2 separate regions of the Mus musculus genome follow, and region 1 is linked to region 2. The links are chromatin contacts, called in public Hi-C maps. All regions are on one chromosome and are shown on one strand. The core of a region is the stretch at or near the end of the contact, and the rest is flanking DNA. Distances in the headings are between cores, read along the strand shown. Region 1 has its middle 15 kb from the start of Atp6v1g1. Region 2 holds the start of Whrn (whirlin).

Region 1 (6,863 bases), core at 3,136-5,635, 33 kb before region 2:
GGTATGGTAGTGCATTCTCAGCACTCAGGAGGCAGAGGCAGGCAGATCTCTAAGTTCAAGGCCAGCCTGATCTACAGAGTGAGTTCTAGGACAACCAGGGCTACACAGAGAAACCCTGTCTGGAAGGGGAAAAAATTCCCCTCCCCTTCTAGAAACAGAAGCATGACCTCCCCCCTCCCCCCTCCCTTCAGATGTATCAAGTCAGCCACATTAAAGGCACCATTGCTAAAAGTTTTCTTCTCTCCCACTTGGTTACTAAGTGGAAAGTTAGGCCTGACTAAACAGAAGTTCAATTGTAGAACTTTTCTAGACATGCCGGGTTGGCTCTCTAATTGTGTTTTGATCTTAGGGAGGAAACAGGTGGCCACCCTATGGAAGCATTGCACTGTCCCCAGTCCAAGTCACTCCCACACTCAGTCCTTTTCTGGGATCCCTTGGGGAAGATATGGATCAGTTCCTTCTTCTCTAGGTAAGGTGGTGGGGATAGATAGACATGCTTTGGAGGGACAGGATCAGAGCAGGGATCCCACTGGGATGTCCTGCTGCTTAGAAGGAAGGGGAGAAGACAGTCTACCACCGGCTTATGTGATAATCCCCCAGGGGCAGAAACCTTGGGTGAGTGTTCTAGCTTCTTTTCTTTTTCTGTTGTTTGTTCATTCGATACAGGATTTCTCCACATAGACCTCGATGACCTGGAACCAGCTGTGTAGATCAGGTTGACCTCAAATTCAAAGATCCACCTGCCTCCACCTCTCAAATGATGGGATGAAAGGTGTGTACCACCACACCCAGCATCCAGTTTTGTTGCTGTGATACAAAAATCCACTTAGAAGAGAAAGGGTTTACTTTAGCTCATGATTTCATGTTATAGTTCATTACTGAGGGGAAAGTCAGGATATCAGGAACTTGAGACAGTGAGTCATGTCACATCCACAATCTAGATTTAATAATTTTTTTTGTTTTGTTTTTTGTTTTTGAGACAGGGTTTCTCTGAAGAGCCCTGGCTGTCCTGGAACTCACTCTGTAGACCAGGCTGGCTTTGAACTCAGAAATCCGCCTGCCTCTGCCTCCCAAATGCTGGGATTAAAGGTGTGCGCCACCACCACCAGGCCGATTTAATACATTTAATAAATCTTTTTTAAAAAAAGAAAACTCCAAACACACACACACACACACACACACACACACACACACACACAGATAATCCCTAACAGATATGGCCACAGGTCAATGAATGTTGACAACTCCTCTAGGCTGTGTCAAGTTGACAAAACTACACATCTTGGTGAGACTTCACTATGTTCTAGAAACTAACATTAAACACTGTATTGTTCATTCACTCAAGTACATTTTATGTATCATTTAACAAATATGTACTGAGCACTGTCCCATGTTAAGCACTGGTCATTTTTATCTAATCCAGTCAAAGAAGAAGAGTAGATTTTTTTTTTTTTTTTGCCTGTCTCAAGGCTACCACCTCTTTGTGTATTCCCCAATATCTCCTTCCTTCAAGGACAATGAATTACACTTTCTTAAGATCTAATGGTGCATTGACTACATACCCCTTCCAGAAATCATTCCAACCTTCCTGTTCCTCCTTCTGCAGGGCTGGCTTTTCATTTTTTCCACTTGTCATCTCAAGGTCACAGGGTGGTCATAGTGGTTAGGTATCAACTACAGAGACAAAAGGGAAAGAATAAAAACAAAATCCCTACACTTTAACAACCAGGCCATGCTACCTGAAACAGGACACCCAGTGATGTATGATGGCATATGCAGACATCTGGAGCCATACTATGGTGCCTTACCACAATGCAGTTTTGAAAAAAAAAAATAGCAGGCTGTGAAATGTATAACTTCACAAGCCTGCAAGACAACTGCCTGCCTGCCTCCTGAATGATCTGCACAGATAGCAGAGGAGAAAAACCAAAGTACACTCCTCTTGACTGTGATAAAAGAGCTTCCACTCCTTTCGTTCATGTGGTCCCCTCTGTGAACCTGCCAGCTTCTGTCCTGCAGTGTACTTCAATAAACTTGCTCTGTGTGTCTGTGTTCTAGAAAATTCATCTACCACCTGTGTCGCCAGCCTTCTCTATGTTACTTCACAGGGTACCAACTTTCAGAACAATCTCCAGAAGAAGAAAGTCACAGCAAAATAACGTCTCCTTGGTAGGCTGTATCTTGTTTTGGAACTGAAAGTCTTAGGCTGGTTTCTGTTAGACCTCTTAGGCTAGGGACTAGAAACACCAAAGGGGTGTGGGATTGCAAGGCTTGTTTTAGACCCCCAATGACTCATGTTTAAGGCATAAAACAAGTAGTGTTAAGGGAGGGATGTAGCCCCCACAGCAAGGATGGATGGCTGTTTAATAACTATTGTGGCTATGGGGTTGGCCACGATTTACTATCCATCTTCTTTTGCTGGTGGGCTGTGCAGTATGTATGTGCCCTCTGATACCCAAACCTTTCTTGCAGACAGCCTAAATGGAGAAACCCTTTGGGATTTCTCTCTCCAAGAAGTGCATTCCACAAGGACTAAAAGCAACAACATGGAAGTTTTGGATTTTGGAGAACAAAAGGCAGAATATATATATTCTGCCATGCAAAGCAGGAGCCAGTGCCCTATAATGAACTGCATCCAGCTGGACTGAGCTCGTGACTCCGGGATCTCTCTTCCCACAGCCACAGGCTCCACTGACTCTATTTTTAAGAGACAAGTCCAAGGGGTGTTATTAGTCTCTGTCTTGAAGCACATCCTGGGGCAGAGAGGCCAGACTGGGCAAGGAGCCTCTCAACGTGACTCACCGTCACCCTCCCCTGAGTAATGGTCTGCGGGCTCCATCACTCACTCCTGCCAATCCATCAGACTGGACAGAGTTGGGCCTGAGCCAGCAGCTGAGTGAGGAAATGAAATGGAACCCTGTAGTAGGTATAGGCGATGAAAGGGTTGGGGGAGAAGAACAGGTGCCCACGAACTGGATTCACCTTACTCACCCAAGGGGAAGGAAAGATGGCTTATTGATAAAGATTGGGATCAATGAGCAATCAGTCAGTATTAAAATTCCCAACCTAGTGTGCATCTATAACTCTTGACGCCTATAAACCCCTGACAAAATTCACACTGGGTATTCATGGGTGGGGGAAAGCCCTGAGCACTGAAGACTTGCTGGTCACCTAGTCTAGCCAGTAGGTGTACTTCGGGGTCAGTAATAGACCCTGTCTCAAAAAAGTTAGGTGAGGAGCAATGCAATAAAGAAAGACACACAATCTCTAGCCTCCATATGAATGTGCATGTAGAGACACACAAATGCATAGGAGTGATATATATATCATTTATAATATATATAATATATAAATATATAATATATAAATATAATATATAAATATATAATATATAGTATATATATATAAAATATTTATAATATATATATCACTCCTCCGTAGGCAGCACATTCCTACTCATCTTCCCATTGAAGGCTAGTAACAGAAAACTCACTGGCAGTGGTGGAAGGCTGAGGAGCTACCCACAAGACAGCACCCCTGCCTAAAATCCAGAAGGTGCGAGAGATCCAGCCCAGGAGAGTCTCCAGCATTCAGCCTCCAAGGGTTGCCAAGAAAAGTGGTCTCATATAAGCCACTGCAAAAACCGGGTCCAGCAAGGGATCTTAGAAGCTTAATAGAGAGAAGCCGTGGGCAACAAACAGAAAGATCCTGAAGAGAAAGAAGGACTCTGGCTTCTGGACATTTCATGCTAGTAATTCTGCAACATGGCTGCCCTTCAGAGCTAGAGACCTCTGTAAAAACCCAAACTGCCTTTCCCAGACCTACGACTGAGTCTCACAAAGGATGAAGACTGGAATCTGGATATCCAAGAAACTCCAAAGGAAAGTCCAAAGACACAGATCTTGGAGATCCAAGTTGGAGCCAAACCAGTAAGCCCTTGATTTCCCCTTTTCCAGCAGGCCCCAGCCACAGTAAGATGCCAATTCTGGAGGCAGATTCAAATGGGAGTGAAAAACTGCTTTCCAAAATGAGAAATCTTTGGAAAACATGAGGTACAGACCGGCCCTCCCAGTGTCTCTCCTACTCCCAGATGTTTTTTGGTGCATTGGGCTCACAACATATGTTGCCAGCCTCCTCTGAAAGACGTTGTTTCTACAGTCAGGAGCCTATCAAGATCCTAAGTGAAATCATCGCATCATTAAGCTGGAGACAGACAATACCAAGAGCAGCACGCTCATCATTGTTGTGGGAAGCACTGAATGGGGGTTTGAATAAGCGCAGATTGGCTCACACTGTCATATGGATTCATTATCAGACTTGGCCAGCTCTACTCTGACATGTTGTTAGCACTCCAGCTTTCTGCAATTTACATTCCTAGATGGAGAAGGCCGGTGTCACCAGCAGGCAGAGAGAATATGGGGGAGGCAAGTGTTCAGATGAGGGCGGGGCAGTAGTTGCCTGGAAAAACAAGCATATTGGCTGGAGTTGTCTGCTGACAAAGGGAATCCCTGTGCTAGAAGATTCAAAGCAGAAAAGAAATTTACTAGAGCCATGGAAGAACCCAAATTTGTATCTGACTTATAATCAAAAGAATCTCCCAGGTTCTAGTCCTGTTTGTTTCACGGGGATGGGGCTTCTAGCCCAGACACACATCACAAGAGTAACCATCAATTACTTATAATTTTTGGTTGAGAGCCTAGCCCTAAACAGCTGAGCAATCTCTTTGGCCCACCAATTATAAAATAGGCAATGACCCAAATGTAGCCATTTAGTCACAGTTTGCCACTCCAGGTGATTGGTTCTGCTTAACCAGAGATACATGATCGGCTGATGACCCACTGGCTTAACCAATCCAGGGACAGAATTCTACTCTGCCCTGGCCGATCCTGCAAAACTCTCCTCCTGGGTGTCCCAGAACAGATATGCCGGCCATGCCTGGAGCTGAACTCTGAGCTTGGTCTGACTCCAGCCTTGAAGTTGCTGTGATGAAGGTGGCTGTCAGTGGGAGAATCCAAATGTAAGGAGAAGAAATGGTGGTAATTGTCAAGAGGTAGGGACCTCTTTCCACCTTAGCAGAGGAACAGTGCTTGCTCTCTCCCCTGCTCACCCCAATGATAGAGTTTTGTTTTTCCTAGATGGTTGTTTCTTTAATGTCTGTGTATGGGCCCTCAGGGCACCCCTGCAAGCCCTGTCATCTTCACACTTGCCGCTGTAGGCCTATGTTGCAGTGGGTATTTAGTCAGTCTTAATAGAAGGACACGGGAAGCAGAGATCTAAGTTCAAGAATCCTGAAGTTCGGTCTGGACTCTGTTCCAAACTTTCGTACAGTTTTGATTATTTTCTCTGGCACAGGCCACTTTCAAACAGGCTGTAAAGGTGGCTCCGTTGATAAAGCGTTGCCCGCACAAGTGTAACAACTTGAGTTTGATCAGGACCCATATAAAAGCCTGGTACGGTAACACTTGTGCGTATCATCCAAGAGCTGGAAAGACTAGAGCATCCCGGGGGGGTTGCTGGCCAGCCTAGATGAAAGGGTTAGCTCCAGGTACAGTGAGAGACCGTGCCTCAAAAGATAAGGTCGCTGGGTTGGGGAGATGGCTCAGTGGGTAAGAGCATTTTCTGTGAGGCTGTGAGGATCTGAGTTTGATCCCCAGCACCCATGTTAAAAAAACAAAATGCCATGCATGGCTGTGTGTGCCTGAAGCCCCAGCATCGGAGGACAGAGATAGGTAGAACATGGGAATGCATTGTGTAGCCAGCCTAGCCAAAAGATGGGGCTTTCTGTTTCAGTGACAGATCCTGTTTCAAGGAAATAAAGTAGACAGTGATAGGGATAGACACCCCGTGTCTGCCTTTGGCTTTTATGCACAAAGATACATACGACACACAGAAAATAAAATAAAGTGGAGAGTGATTGAGGCAGATAACCCATGTTGACATCTGGCTCCCCCCCCCACACACCCCACACACACACATGCACACACAAGAAGACTAGCCCATATTTCTTCGTCTGCCGGCTTTGTCTCAGATACTCTGCTCTGTCGTGCAGCACAGAAGCAGCAGGGCTGCATGAGTGGATGGGCATCATCACGTTCCAATAAAACTTTATTTATAAAACAGGTGATGCTCCAAATTGACCATGTAGCCATATCAGACCATAAGGTCTTTCCCAGCGACTGCCCCTTCAGTGTTGCGTGTCAGGGTTCAAAACACTCGGATTTCAGAACATCTCTACTGTGTAAGTGAGGGAGGTTTGTGAGTGGCGCTGCTTTCTCTTAGAGGACAGAGGCTTGGGCTTTGTCCGCTCCTGACACCAGTGCCAGGCACAGAGCCTGACATATAGTTCCAACAAGCCATCTGTAAATGTTTATCAGATGAATAGCCGCGTGCTGCTAACTTTTTAGATTATTTTGAATAACAGAATGGTAAGCCTTAGCCATCGAATATCATTCTATTATATGTATAAACAAGAGTTAATATACACTTATACCACAAAGATGTTTTATAAATCCGTAAGTAAAAATTGCATCTTGAGAGAAGAAAAGACCACCACACAACCAGAAAACAAAGAAGAATAAGTTCAGTTTGTTGATGAATTTGGGGGGAAAAATGGAAACATGGAAAATTAGACATTATGCAATTTCAGGCTTCATTTTAGCAATAACAAAGAGAAATGGTATTGCTGGGCTTTAATGAGACTGTGAGGGGACATTCTCATGCTGTGGGTGGCACGGCCCTGCTCTCTGGCACAGGGTGTTCCGAAACCTTCTCAGTGGGCCAGCTCTTCTAGCCAGCTGTACTATTTCTAGAATTTTTAATTCCCAAGAGTTAATCAGCAATGCACACACATCACACACAGCTCC
Region 2 (7,147 bases), core at 490-2,989:
AGGGGAGAGCTTTGGGGAAAGGAGAACTTTAATTCTTTGCCTCCATTTTGGGACTGCATTAAACTACAGTGTTAGAAATCTCCCTGTGGCTTCCCATTACTCAGAAAGATTCTTCTTTTAAAATATTTTATTTACTTATTCGTTTATTATGTGCTACAGGGTTGCTACACGTGCCACAAGCACCATGAAGATTAGAGGACAGCTTGCAGGAGTTGGTTCTCCCCCTTCCACCGTGCTGGTTCCAGGCATGAAAATCAGGTGGTCAGGCTTGGTGGCAAATATCTTTACCCGCGGAAACATCTCTGCAGCCCAGAAAGTCCATTCCTGTTAGTCTCCTCGCCTCACTGTGGTCTATCTTGACACTCCTAATGCTTATCTTTTTTATGTTTGTTTGTTTTTAACCTTGACCTACACCGTCTTTCCTTTGCCAGACTATGACTCTTTGAGGTCAAAGATTTCAACTCTTTATCCTGGGTCTCCAGCATCAACCATATGCCGCTTGGTCAAGCAGCAGAACGGGTGCTTGGCAAATGTTGAATGAAGAATGACCAAGTGCACAGGTAAATAACTAGCCAGGGAACAAAACACCCTTCTGCAGCCAGCTCAAAGCCACTCCAGATAATCCTTCTCTTTTTCTATTTCTCCCATATCAGAGTCAGCCGTTTCATTCCTGTGACGGCAACCCAGGACAGTCTTAGGGGAAAAAAAACCAGCTTTTCACAGAACACCTCTGGAGAGGCAATTCAGGTTTAAAGAGATCCACATGGCATGTAGTGGTGACTAGGTCAAGCACTATAGATCTTCTTAGAACACTTCTTTGACTAGAAGCCGAGTTTTTCCTGTGATAGTGTTTAGGAGAGTGGGTATCAGATGACAGACTTTAGACTGTGTATTCTGACATCTTTCCATATAAAATATGTTTTTTTTAAAGACTGTATATAGAGTTGTCATGTAACCTTCACCCTGTTCCCTCAGTGTGGAAAAGATCACAAGCGGGACCTAACAGTTGGTACAAGTGACATTCCTACTCCAGACTTAGTTTTAAATGCATGTGTGTGTGTTTGCATACTTTACAGTTCTGATAACAGCTCCTTGCTTTCCCCCACTCCCCCCTCCCCCCCCCCCCCCCACTCCGGAGAGCACCAGAGGAAGGGGCCCAGGCTGATCTATCCCAGCACAGGACTTGGCTCCTGATGGCACCTGTGTGGCTTATATTCTTCTCATGTGCAGAGCAGGTGACCGATTATCGTCCACATACTCACTTAAACTTGCAGTCAGCACGTGTGCAAGCTGCAGGAACAACATTTTAAGGCAGAAAAGCAGAGCATGAAGCATCTATTATTTTAGAGGCCAAAAGTTGGCCATTTTCCCCAATTGTGAATTGGCAAACCGGCTAATTGCTCCAAAGCGACCCTGGAATCGAGCTGTGATCGCCGGAAAGCGCAGCTTTTAGGACCCCATCTTTCACCCCTGGGCTGAGGAAGTGGGAAGACTTCGCAGGGGCCCAGGGCTCCTCCTGCTTTCTTTCACCCCCACTTTCACCCCTTTCTTCCTTGGGGCCGGACTGTTTCACCCCGTCTCCAGGCAACAGCCAGGCGCGCCAGGCGGGACGTCATTTCCTGAAGAGCCCGCGGGGGGACGGGGCGGGGAGGGGGAGGGGCGAGGGGGCGGGGCCAAGTCCCGGCTGGCGACGGCGGCGGCGTCGGAACTCGCTGGAAGACTCAGCCCAGAGCTGCTCAACAGTTCGCAAAGTCCGGGCTCCCGGCCGCGTGGCTCCGTGTGCGCCCGGGCGGCGTTGGGGCGCGGGGGCCCGGGCTGCTGCATGGTGGGCGGCCCGGGACATGCCCCGCACCCCCCGCCGGACGCCCGCGTGGCTCCTCTGGCTGCGACTGCTCCGGACTCTGAGCCTAGATTGACCGGCGCCCTAACTTCTTTCTGACTTTGGGGTCCCCCAGCCCTAGAGGAACGGGCATCTCGGCTGGGGGAGCCCCGGACATGGTGTGACGGGGCGGGCGGCGTGGCTGCGCCCCCCACTGCGGCCACGCACGGTCCCCGCGCCTTCCGGCATGTAGCTGCTGTTCTCGCTCCCCCCGGCCTCCAGCCGCAGTCTCCACGACCTCCGGCCTCCAGGCGCCAACTCTTTGTCCCCCCAGGATCCCGCCGCGGTCCTCAGGATTGCAGCCGCCGTCTCTTCGTCCTCCGAATTCCAGTTTCACCTGCCTTCGCGCCCCTGGGACACCAGCCGCTGTCCCTGCCACCTCCCCAGGATCCAGCCAGCGCTCTAGCTCACCTGCACCTCCCCAACCCACCCTGCAGCCGTCGTCTCCGCTCTCCGGGCCAGTCTAGACTGCAGCCGGTGACTCCGCGTCTACCCCAAACCCAGACTCCAGCCGTGACCTCCGCGCCCCGGGGAATCCAGCTGTCGCGCCTCTGGCCGCAGGTGCAGCTGCCGCCCCGCGCCGCGCGCCCCGAGTGCGGCCGGGCCTCGGCGGGGAGATGAACGCACAGCTGGACGGCCTGTCGGTGAGCTCGTCCTCCACCGGCTCGCTGGGCTCGGCGGCGGCGGCGGCGGGCGGCGGCGGGGGCGCGGGGTTGCGGCTGCTGTCTGCCAACGTGCGCCAGCTGCACCAAGCGCTCACGGCGCTGCTGAGCGAGCCCGAGCGGGAGCAGTTCACTCACTGCCTCAACGCGTACCACGCGCGCCGCAACGTCTTCGACCTGGTGCGCACCCTGCGCGTCCTGCTGGACAGCCCGGTCAAGCGGCGTCTGCTGCCCATGCTGCGTCTGGTCATCCCGCGCTCCGACCAGCTGCTCTTCGACCAGTACACGGCCGAGGGCCTCTACCTGCCAGCCACCACCCCCTACAGGCAGCCCGCCTGGGCCGCTCCCGACGGCGCGGGGCCCGGGGAGGTGCGACTCGTGAGCCTGCGGCGCGCCAAGGCCCACGAGGGCTTGGGCTTCAGCATCCGCGGGGGCTCGGAACACGGCGTGGGCATCTACGTGTCTCTAGTGGAGCCGGGCTCCCTGGCAGAGAAGGAAGGGTTGCGGGTCGGGGACCAGATTCTGCGCGTCAACGATAAATCTCTAGCCCGGGTGACCCACGCGGAGGCTGTCAAGGTAGGGCTGTGGTTTATGGGAGCGTTAGAGGACAGTACAGGCAGTTTAGTGCTCCCTCTTCGGTTGCCTGTGCTGCTATCTTTTATACCAAATCGCCTGACCTTTCTGGTCTTTGTTGTTGGTTTATTTTTGCCTCCCTGACCGGATTTTAAAAGAGGAACATTTAATTTGTGGCGCAGATCGGTGTTCTGAGCACGGAGGAAATGGTTATTCTTGCCTTAGGTGACCTAAAGGCTAAGGCACATACACAGTATAACATAAGCAAATGCCTGGTCATAAAATGTGAAAAGGGCTGTGGATCCTTACAAGTGTTAGAAAAGAGCCCCTGCTTGACATTGGGTAATTGATGCTCTCCCCCCTCCAGACCCCCCCCCACCCCCCCCATCTTTATTGCTGCTGTGCTGTTTTCTGGATCCTGTAGGCTTTTTGCCGCTGAAAGTTAGTTCTGCCCCACTGCTAGTAACCCAGGAGGAGGCTGGGTAACCACAGAGCTGGGGCTGATCCTTCTATTTGTGGACTAACCAGTGTATGCTGGAACAAGCCAGACCAGAGAACTGGCGCCTAACTTTGTTGCAAACTTGGCTTCTCCCTGACCATGAACCCAGAGTCCCATGAAACTGAGCACGGTTTTTCTTGGATCTGTCAATTGAGAAAAATAACCTCACCACAACCAGCTAGTAGGAATCTAATCCATCTGTCTGGAGGAGCATTCATGCTTGCTAATCTTATCACCCAGGGTGAGTGAATGCCAGCCAGTTGGAGTATGAGCTACAGTGTTTGGTCCGTGGGTGGATCCAAGGAGCTTTCTCTCATAAGTATTTAGCCTGAGCCCTACTGCTTATTAAACAAGAAGTGAGGAGTTTGAAGGAAAGGAACGGCAGCATCCATCCTGTACGGAGAAATGCTTGCTCCAGGTTTGGGTTGACCTGTGGTGTGAGCCCCTCTCACCCCATTCTCTGGTCTCCTGGTCCACCTCATCCAGATGTACCAAACAGGGCGCACTGGCTGCTGGGAAACTCCTAGGCAGCAAAAGTCCTGGGCTGCTTGCTGTGTGGTGTTCAGTGGCTCGTGGCCAGGCGAGTTGGGCTGAGTGCTTGTGTGTGCGCCTTGGATACCACCATCTGTCTCTGACACTGGCCTGTCTAGTTTGCTTCTCTACTCAGAGACCCCTTTTGGGAGGTCCCTGAGGTTTCTGAAAAATTCTCTCCCTTTCTGGAGAAAGCCTAATGGACTTTGATTATTCTGGGGACCAGCAGAGAAAGCTCTTTGTGGGCTTCACATTCTCCCATACCCCTCTCCAAACATCTTCTCCTCTTTATCTTACATCCCATATATCTAAGAAGAAATATTCCATTAGTGTTCTCCTAAGAGGTCCAAGTTCTCAAAATGATAAATTTATACTCTAAAGAGACTCGATCCAAATGTCATTTATAAACATGGATTCAAGCTTAGTGGCAATTTACAGAGCCTGCAGTCACTTAATCATAGCTAGGTGAGAGACTTTGAAAAGGCTACCTGGACATGAGTAACACAGGCCCGTTCTTCAGTTTACACCTCAGATCTGGCTGGAACATTCAGTTTCTGGCCTCAAAGAGGACACTGTCAGGACCGTGTGCCTCAACTTCCCTGAGCTGCTCCAGGGTGCTGCTGTGCTGTGTGCTCAAGGGAGCACCTAGCACCTAGCACCAACTCCTGCATCCTGCTTGCAGAGGGACACCTCCTCTCTCCTAGCATAGTTTAGGAAGCCTGCAATGAACACTTACCCTGAGGTTGAATGGGATAGGAACAGGAGCATCCTTGAACTGTGACATCTGCAACCCAGGAGCCTGTGTGAGCAGAGCTGACTCGCAAGTGCAGTGTGTTTCTGGCCCAGTGGAGCCCCTCTTGTAACCAGTGTCAGACACATGGTCTTAGGGCCCTTCAGAAGCATCAGGCAAAATGGGTGTTGTTTCATCCAAAACCCAGGTAATGAAGAGGACAGGATTTACAGTGATAACATAGGACAGCGGACACCTCTGCAGGGCTGTGTCATGTGCACATAAACACCTGGAGAACTGTTGACATAGTTGTACAAAATGTAGAAAGTCCCTTCTCTGAGATCCAGGAGACACAAGTGGCCATCACGTGGGAATTCTGTATGTGGGGTCAGCCACAAGCTGTGGGGCTCAGAGGGCTCCAAATGGTCCTAGCTGGGCTCCAGGCTTCTTTCAGTGTCCCTGAATATTCACAAGTATCTTGCTTCTGTCCCAGAACCCCCCTGTTTTATTTAGTAGAAGACACTTTTCAGTTTTAAAAAATCTGTATTTTTCGTTTATGATGCAGAAAGGAAGTTAAAGCTCAGAAGTCTCCCAGAAGAGAGATTAATTCTATGTATACATATACGACAGAACGAGAATCCAATTAAAATAAAGTCTAAGAATAAAAGTGTTGGAGCCCCTGGGCTTCAAAGAGGAACACAGCTTTTAAGAGAAGGGTCAAGTAAACAAAGTTTACTCAGCTTCTTTCCCTGGTAGATCTTACATCTATTGACATGCAAGGGATTTGCTGAGGATTTTATCCAGTGCCCACAGGGTTCCCGTTCCTCTCTTAAAGTCCAACTATCAAATCAGCAGCGCCAGGTCCTGACTAAGCAAATCACTTACTATGTAGAATTATGTTGAAATGTTTGGTTTTTGACAGAGAGAGAGAGAGAGAGAGAGAGAGAGAGAAAGAAAGGCTATTTGGAATGAATAAGATTTAAACTAGGAATTTAAAAGAAGAAAAGTATACCTTGCAAAGGTCTCCAGCCAGGAAGTTCATAGACTGCTTGCTGTATTAAGTTCTGCTGAACGCTTGCTATGTGTGACCTTGGACAAGTCTCTGATATCATCTGCTCTAGGCTGGATGAGTCTGGGGCTGTCCAAGGTCCTTCCCAGCGCTGGAAGTTCGTGATTTGCTTGAAATGTGCTACCCAGAAGGCAGGTAGACCGTCTGATCTGCTGCGCTCTTGTTCTTTTGGAATTGCCTTCAATTAAGGCAAGAGAATTGGCTAAGGTTTGGGAGAAGAGAAGCTTGGCACTCCTGGGTAACTTTGTGCTAAATCGGGAAATCCATGTGTTACACACTGTACTGATGGGCCCGGCTGTCGTCTCTCACCCCCATCTCTCGACCCAAGAACACCAGCCCTGGTGTGAGTCCAAAGGGAGTGGGAATTGCCAGTAGGACTGGGACACAAACAGGAGCATCTTGGGACCACTGGAGATCAAGCCCACTCACCCACTGGATGTTTTAGTCCCTTGTTAATACAGGTAGTGTGTGTGTGTGTGTGTGTGTGTGTGTGTGTGTGTGCGTGCATGCTTCATAAAAATTAAACAGCCTTCATTGCAGCCCCAGCATTCCCACAGGTAAATCTGAGTGAGTAGCAAATTAGAATCTGAAATGTTCCAGACATTAAGAAGCGTTTGTGGGTCCTTCCAATTAATTAGAACGATCACTTTGCCCCTTCCTTTGCATAATGACCCAGGAAGAATCTGTCAAAATTAATACAAGTCATTATATTTGGTTCAGCAGGTTCAAAAAATGACACAGTTGTCATTTTACATGGTCTTGGTTAGTGAAGCCACTATATATATATATATATATATATATATATATATATACATATACTTTTATCACTTCCAGATTTGGATCTGAAGCCTACTTTCTTGCACCTGGTCTCTTCCTGGGCTCCAGTTGGAAACCATGGGTATACAGTCTCTCTTCTCTGGCCCTGCAACAATTCTTGGTTCTCATGAACCCTGTCAGCCGTGACTTGCAGAGTCAGAAAGCCCTTGATAGTCTCATACCCACAGTGCAGGCCCAGGAAGAGGTCTCTGTCTTTAATGCAGTCTTGTATTTTTATTTGGCTCAGGCTGACACTTGAGGCTTTAGAAAAGGATGCTTGTGGCAGGCAAATCCTCTTGCAGCCGGTTATTTGCTGTTAAATCAAAGCAACGTTTTTTTTCAGTACTGCCCTTGTATTGAAGCCTTGCCGGTCTGGTAGATTTCTTGT

Evidence for each region. A called contact is a pair of places that touch in the nucleus more often than the background predicts.
Region 1: a Hi-C map of cortical neurons shows a contact between it and region 2, with 2.1 times the contacts expected there. The contact joins the enhancer-like site here to the promoter of Whrn in region 2. A contact is called at or near these places in 1 of 15 datasets of contacts at CTCF or cohesin (the NIH/3T3 cell line), 2 of 484 Hi-C or Micro-C datasets (Th1 cells and cortical neurons), 5 of 115 datasets of contacts at active chromatin or transcription factors (T-cell acute lymphoblastic leukemia, double positive thymocytes and embryonic stem cells) and 3 of 9 other capture datasets (adipose tissue, liver and pancreatic islet).

Annotation. Positions count from the first base shown.
Region 1 is chr4:63,526,548-63,533,410 of GRCm38.p6, reverse strand. No RefSeq gene overlaps it. Among named protein-coding and RNA genes, the nearest start is that of Atp6v1g1, 15 kb to the left of the region's middle. Within about 2 kb of position 4,385, at least 29 of the 459 cell types and tissues checked have an H3K27ac peak or open chromatin away from gene starts, as enhancers often do. A contact at or near this core is called in the NIH/3T3 cell line and cortical neurons, where this site is marked.
Region 2 is chr4:63,490,583-63,497,729 of GRCm38.p6, reverse strand. It overlaps Whrn (whirlin), which reads left to right and starts at 1,739. Exons shown (of 12, transcript NM_028640.2): 1 at 1,739-3,117. The coding sequence starts at 2,497.